Linked DNA regions of Canis lupus: region 1 is linked to region 2. A link is a contact called in public Hi-C data. All regions are on one chromosome and are shown on one strand. Each heading gives the region's core, a stretch centred on a gene start, on an enhancer-like site or on the middle of the called end of the contact. The rest is flanking DNA. Distances are from core to core; before and after follow the strand shown.

What was found. A called contact is a pair of places that touch in the nucleus more often than the background predicts.
Region 1: a contact with region 2 is called in a Hi-C map of blood, with 2.3 times the contacts expected there. The contact joins two enhancer-like sites. A contact is called at or near these places in 2 of 9 Hi-C or Micro-C datasets (amygdala and blood).

Annotation. Positions count from the first base shown.
Region 1 is chr23:3,147,836-3,150,651 of UU_Cfam_GSD_1.0, reverse strand. The region is part of intron 1 of SNRK (SNF-related serine/threonine-protein kinase); the gene reads left to right. Among named protein-coding and RNA genes, the nearest start is that of SNRK, 11 kb to the left of the region's middle. Within about 2 kb of position 1,266, at least 2 of the 20 cell types and tissues checked have an H3K27ac peak or open chromatin away from gene starts, as enhancers often do. A contact at or near this core is called in blood, where this site is marked.
Region 2 is chr23:3,088,622-3,091,321 of UU_Cfam_GSD_1.0, reverse strand. The region is part of intron 11 of ANO10 (anoctamin-10); the gene reads right to left. Among named protein-coding and RNA genes, the nearest start is that of SNRK, 70 kb to the left of the region's middle. Within about 2 kb of position 1,266, at least 10 of the 20 cell types and tissues checked have an H3K27ac peak or open chromatin away from gene starts, as enhancers often do. A contact at or near this core is called in blood, where this site is marked.

The DNA.
Region 1 (2,816 bases), core at 17-2,516, 59 kb before region 2:
TACTTTCCTAGACATTTGGAGGTACAATTTTGCCTATTTGGACATTTCTCATAAGAAATCATTTAACCAGGATGCCTGAGTGGCTCATTGTTGAGCGTCTGCCTTCATTCAGCTCAGGGCATGATCCTAGAATCTGGATCGAGTCCCGCCTCGGGCTCCCTGCATGGAACCTGCTTTTCCCTCTGCTTGTGTCTCTGCCTCTCTCTCTCTCTCTCTCTCTCTCTGTCTCTCATGAGTAGATAAATCTTTTTTTTTTTTTAAGAATTTAACCTTTTAATTTGTAATTTCCAATCTTGAATCCATCCAGTGAGTGCAGCCTGATAACCACATAATAGTATATGATAACTACACTGTAATATCCAGCCAATCCAGTGAAAAACTCTGATCCTTCCATAACTTAGGACCTCTTGGCCTATTTGTGGTTTCTTCATCTTTGATTTATGGCTTATATTGGTAACTCCCAGGAAGAGGAGTGCTATTCTAGAAATGTAGAATATTGTTTATTTTGGATAAAGGGAACAGCAGTGGCAACTGCATGTAGGATTGTGTTTATTTTGCTTGACCAGGAGGTTGTTGATATTCTCAGAGGATTTAGTCTACTGTCTTCCTTTCATCCTATGCCATTTTTGTTATGGTATCTGAAATTTCAGCAGTAAGATCGGGGTGGTAGTATTCACTGAGACAGTGTTAATTCCTCCACTTAGTTTTTCTATCAGCATGCAGTTTAGCATTTTCCATGAGTAAAAATTACAGTTTGCATTTTTGGTATTTGTAAAAGATAACCAGAATATTTCCATATGTAAGAAGCTTAAATGCAGTTTTAGTGTGTCTTTGCAAAAAGTCCTCGAGAGCATTCATTAGCACAGATTTTTTTTTAAAAGCACTTAATTTTGGGAGAGGTTTTACATATTTTAAATATTGGTGGTCTGATTTTAGGAGGAAATTTATAATATCCCAAATAAAATGTAGGAAAACACATGGCCCTTTTTGTTCCATTCCTCTACTTTCTCATGCTGTGGATTGGGCATGCAGAGCTACCTTTGTTCAGTATTCTGTTTTGTCCTCCCCAAAGATGTGAGTAGGAGACATTTGTTTGATACACAGACTACACTGCAGTGGTGGTGATGTCAGTGAAAATCTGAAAGTGAATTTCGAGAAGAATAACAGGGTGAATTTCAAATTGACAGTAGATTTAACAGAGGCTGGTTCTACAAATGTTTTCAGCAGCTTGCAAAATGTGTGTAGGGCCACCCACTCTTCCTTCCTCTTCTCCAGCCACACCCGTACACTTCAGTTTGCTTCTCTTTAGTTGGGAGGATATCAGTATATTCTTGCAACATATACTGGGAGTTGTTTCTCAAACATGAATTTCCATATTATAAACACTTTTGACTAGTTGGCTGGTTTCATTTAGGTCCAGCCTAGTTATGTGCTTGTGTGACTACTTTAGAATAGCCTAATTTAGTGGTTTTGCTGTTTTAAAAGATGTCATATTTGTTATGTAGCCATTAAAAATACTGATATGCAAGCAAGTGCATGGGAAAATGTTCATTATATAAAGTAGAGGAAAAAGTAGTATCAAACTTCATATTCAGTATCTTAGCTTTGTAAAGAAATGTAGGTATAAAGGATATGTATTCATAGCTGAAGAGAGGTTAGCTTAGATGAAATTACAGGTGATTTCTCTATCCCTACCCCCAGATTGTGCTTTTCTACATTTTCCAAATTTTCTAAAGTGAATTCGTATCGACTTGTTTTGTAGAGAGAATTACTTTTAAAATGTTATAGACCTGTTTCTCTTTCTGTTCCTATGTTTGCATATATTACATTTTATTTAAAAAGTTGTGTCTGAGCATATATTACATGTAGAAAATAATTGGAAAGGCTGTGTACCAAACTGTTAACAGAGATTGTCCCAGAGAGTAGAAAAATTGATGTTTTGAAAAAAATTTCTCTCTTTTTGCCAGTTTATATGTTCTAATTGTATATTTTCCTATATTGTACAGGTATTTCTTTCATAACTCCATCATAGAAATAAAATACTAAAACGAATGAAAGTAATACATCAGGCAAAAAAAGACTAGAAGTGACTTTTTATGTCACTTTTATGACTTTTATGACATAACTTTTATGTCAAAAAGTTAAAGTTATCTATAGAATGTAGATAAAGTTATAAATAGAATGATCACATCTTTGTAAAACAGAATAAAGAAGAAGCTGTATGTAAATATTTGCAGAAAGATCGCCAAAATACTGATAGTTTTTATCATCAGTGGTAGGGCTATGGATGCCTTTTTATTCTTTCTACTTCTAGTCTGTATTTTCCGGATTTTCTGTAAGAATGTATTACTTTTAGAAGGAAAAAATGTGAAGGAACATTTAGTTCTTTTTAAAAAGGTAGATTTGAAAGAAGGTCATCTTGATATAATTTTAAAAGGCAAATACTTAGCTTTTGTGGGATGTTTTATTGAAAAATCATCAGGGGGATTCCTGGGTGGCTCAGCGGTTTGGTCCCTGCCTTCGGCTCAGGGCGTGATCCTGGAGTCCAGGGAGAATCGAGTCCCACATGGGGCTCCCTGCATGGAGCCTGCTTCTCCCTCTGCCTGTGTCTCTGCCTCTCTCTCTCTGTGTCTCTCATGAATAAATAAAATCTTAAAAAAAAAAAAAAAAAAAAAGGAAAGAAAAATCATCATGCTTTGATGCCCAACTAGAGATAGTATTTTCTTTATGTAACAGTCATACCTCAGTCATTTTCAATTTAATACATTTTAGGAAACTGAACAGATCAGTAAATTCATTCTCTTGAAGTAGGGTGG
Region 2 (2,700 bases), core at 17-2,516:
CCTGGGTCTCCTGCCCTCCTCTCTGGACATGCTGAGCCAGTGGCAGAAGCAGAACTTCAAACCTGTGGCCCAAGCCCAGAGAAACACCCAAGCAGTTTAGAAGAAACAAGCTGCAGCAGCCTGCTTGCCACAGAGGGAGACTTAAACTGGTTTTGAGACCAGCGAGTGACACCCAGACCTGTCCTGTGCAAATGGGCAGACCTCTGCCAATCCTCCTGAATGACGGAGTCAGAAGCCACAGTGTCTTGAGGCAGCTTCTCTCAGGAAACCCAGATACTGTGCACTGCTCACAGATCTAGATCCCCTCCAGCTGCTGTCATGAACTCAGTGAAGAAGTACCCCACCCTCCTGGTGCAGAGGTGCCAAGGGGCTGGGCCCCAACCCAGTCTGCTCCCCACTTCCTCCTCTATTCGGGGCAGATGACGAGCATTGGCAGAATGAACTCCAGAAGCACAGACTTCCTAATCTGAAAGAACCCTGATTGACGGTTTGGTCCTATGGCCACTTAAGAATCTGGAGAGTCTCTTAAATGCAGACTCAGGCCTCTACAGGAACTCGTTGGTCTGTAGCTGGGGCCTACTTCTTTTGCTTTTTAGCAGCCCTGCCTGGGGAGATGTAGTGGGAAGGGGGCAACATAACCCTTTCAAAAACAAAAAACAAAAAATACCTTGGCTTCTTTAGGGATTCTTAAATTAAAACCTTACTAAAAATACAAGCAGGATAATAGCGCTGACTTCTTCCCTACAAAAAGCATCAGAATGAAGAGAATGAAATCTTCCCCAATTCCTGACTCATTAAAACACTCATGCTCCAGATAGCTCTTTAAAAAGCATAGACTGACTTGCATCACTATTAATAATATTTATAGGAGGAGCCTAATCACTAAGTGTGTTGTCCAAATGCACAGCTGAACATAAGAAAGGATGTAGAACTGGACCCATTTTTCCCTGCAGAGACGCACAGAAATGCTTCCTGAGACCTGCAGTGCTTTCTACAGACCTGAGATGGCCCCTGCCCCCTCCTGGACTGGTCGCAGAGACTCTCTGGCTGAACCCACAATCAGCTCTGGGATCCTTCTATTCACAGCACTCAGGAAACCACAACCAGTGGATTACATTCCTGCCCAATCTGAAATCTGTTAGCAGCTACTCTATTACCCCTTCCCCTCAAAAGCAGCAACTACTCCCAGACACAGCTCTGGGAGCTCCCGGCTGACAGACAAAAAGAGCCTGTGCATTCATCTTTTCCTGTTTACTGGAAGCTCCACTGGCCAGGAGCTGGCTCAGGGCAGAGCTCAGTGGCTGCCATGGAGTCAGCTGCTAGCTTCACAGGCCAGGGCGTCCTGGGGCAACAGGTCTGATAGGAACTGTGTTCTCAGGCCAGTTCAGGTCAGCAATGGCATCTGCAGCACCCCGCTCCCCCAAATCTTGCCAGCCTCGGCTATGCAGGCCTGGTGACAGAGCACTGGCATCACCGGTCCCCTACTCACCTCCATTCTGACTTAACAGGGCTCCCCCAGGAGGATTCTGTCTCTAGCTCTGGTGAGCAGGAAGGAGCAGAACTGGAAGCCTCCCTCACACACAGCTATGCCTGTGCACCCCCTGTAAGCACCAGTGAGGTTTTCTGTGTGTCACTGACCAGGCTGAGGCTAAGCAACTTGTCTTCGGTCATGTCACTAGAATCAGGGCAAAAGTAAACAAGGGTCTGACGGTTCAGGTAAAAAAAGTAAAGAGTGGGACATTTCACAAAAACTTTTTTTTTTAATTTCTTTTAGTAATCTCTATACCCAGCATGGGGCTCAAACTCACAACCCCAAGATCAAGGGTTACATGCTCTTCTGACAGAGACAGCTGGGTGCCTCAATATTTTTTATTTGTTACGTCTAAAAGAAAGTTTCCCTCAAATAAGCAGTGTTTTGGACATATTCTAATATAATGATGAAATGCCCTGGGCCTGGCAATGCTTTCGGGTTCTCATAAGCCCCACAGCAGTGGATGCAGGGGCAGTGGCGCCTGGGGAACCTTGGGCATTCCTGGGGCCATGACATATGTCACCTCTCCCTCCAGAGCACCTGCTTCATTTCAACATCTGATGAAAACATGTGAAGGCAGATGACTGTCAGACACACCGGCCTCTGAGTCCCACATCCCCACCCCAGCCACCAGCTTTTCTCCCATGCACCCCATGTCAGGGGCCACTACCACTTGGTTGCTCACATCAAAACTTGAGCCGGTGAGGGGATGCCTCTGTGTCCTCCTCCTGCGTCTACAGTTGGCCGCAGGGCCTGCCAACCCCATCCACCAAGCACATCCACTGAGCCCACTGCTGGTCTCTAGGACTTCTTGACACCATCCCAAAGCACCCCAAGCCAGGTTTTTTTTTTTTTTTTCCAAGCCAGGTTTTAATATTTTTTTCTTTCTTTCTTTCTTTATGATAGTCACAGAGAGAAAGAGAGAGAGAGAGAGAAAGAGAGAGAGGCAGAGACACAGGCAGAGAGAGAAGCAGGCTCCATGCACCGGGAGCCCGACGTGGGACTCGATCCCGGGTCTCCAGGATCGCGCCCTGGGCCAAAGGCAGGCGCCAAACCGCTGCGCCACCCAGGGATCCCCCAAGCCAGGTTTTAAAACAGGGGACACACATGTGCAAACCACAGAGGCTTCCCATAGGTCCTGGACTAAACCCCAGGTTCCTCAGCCCCGA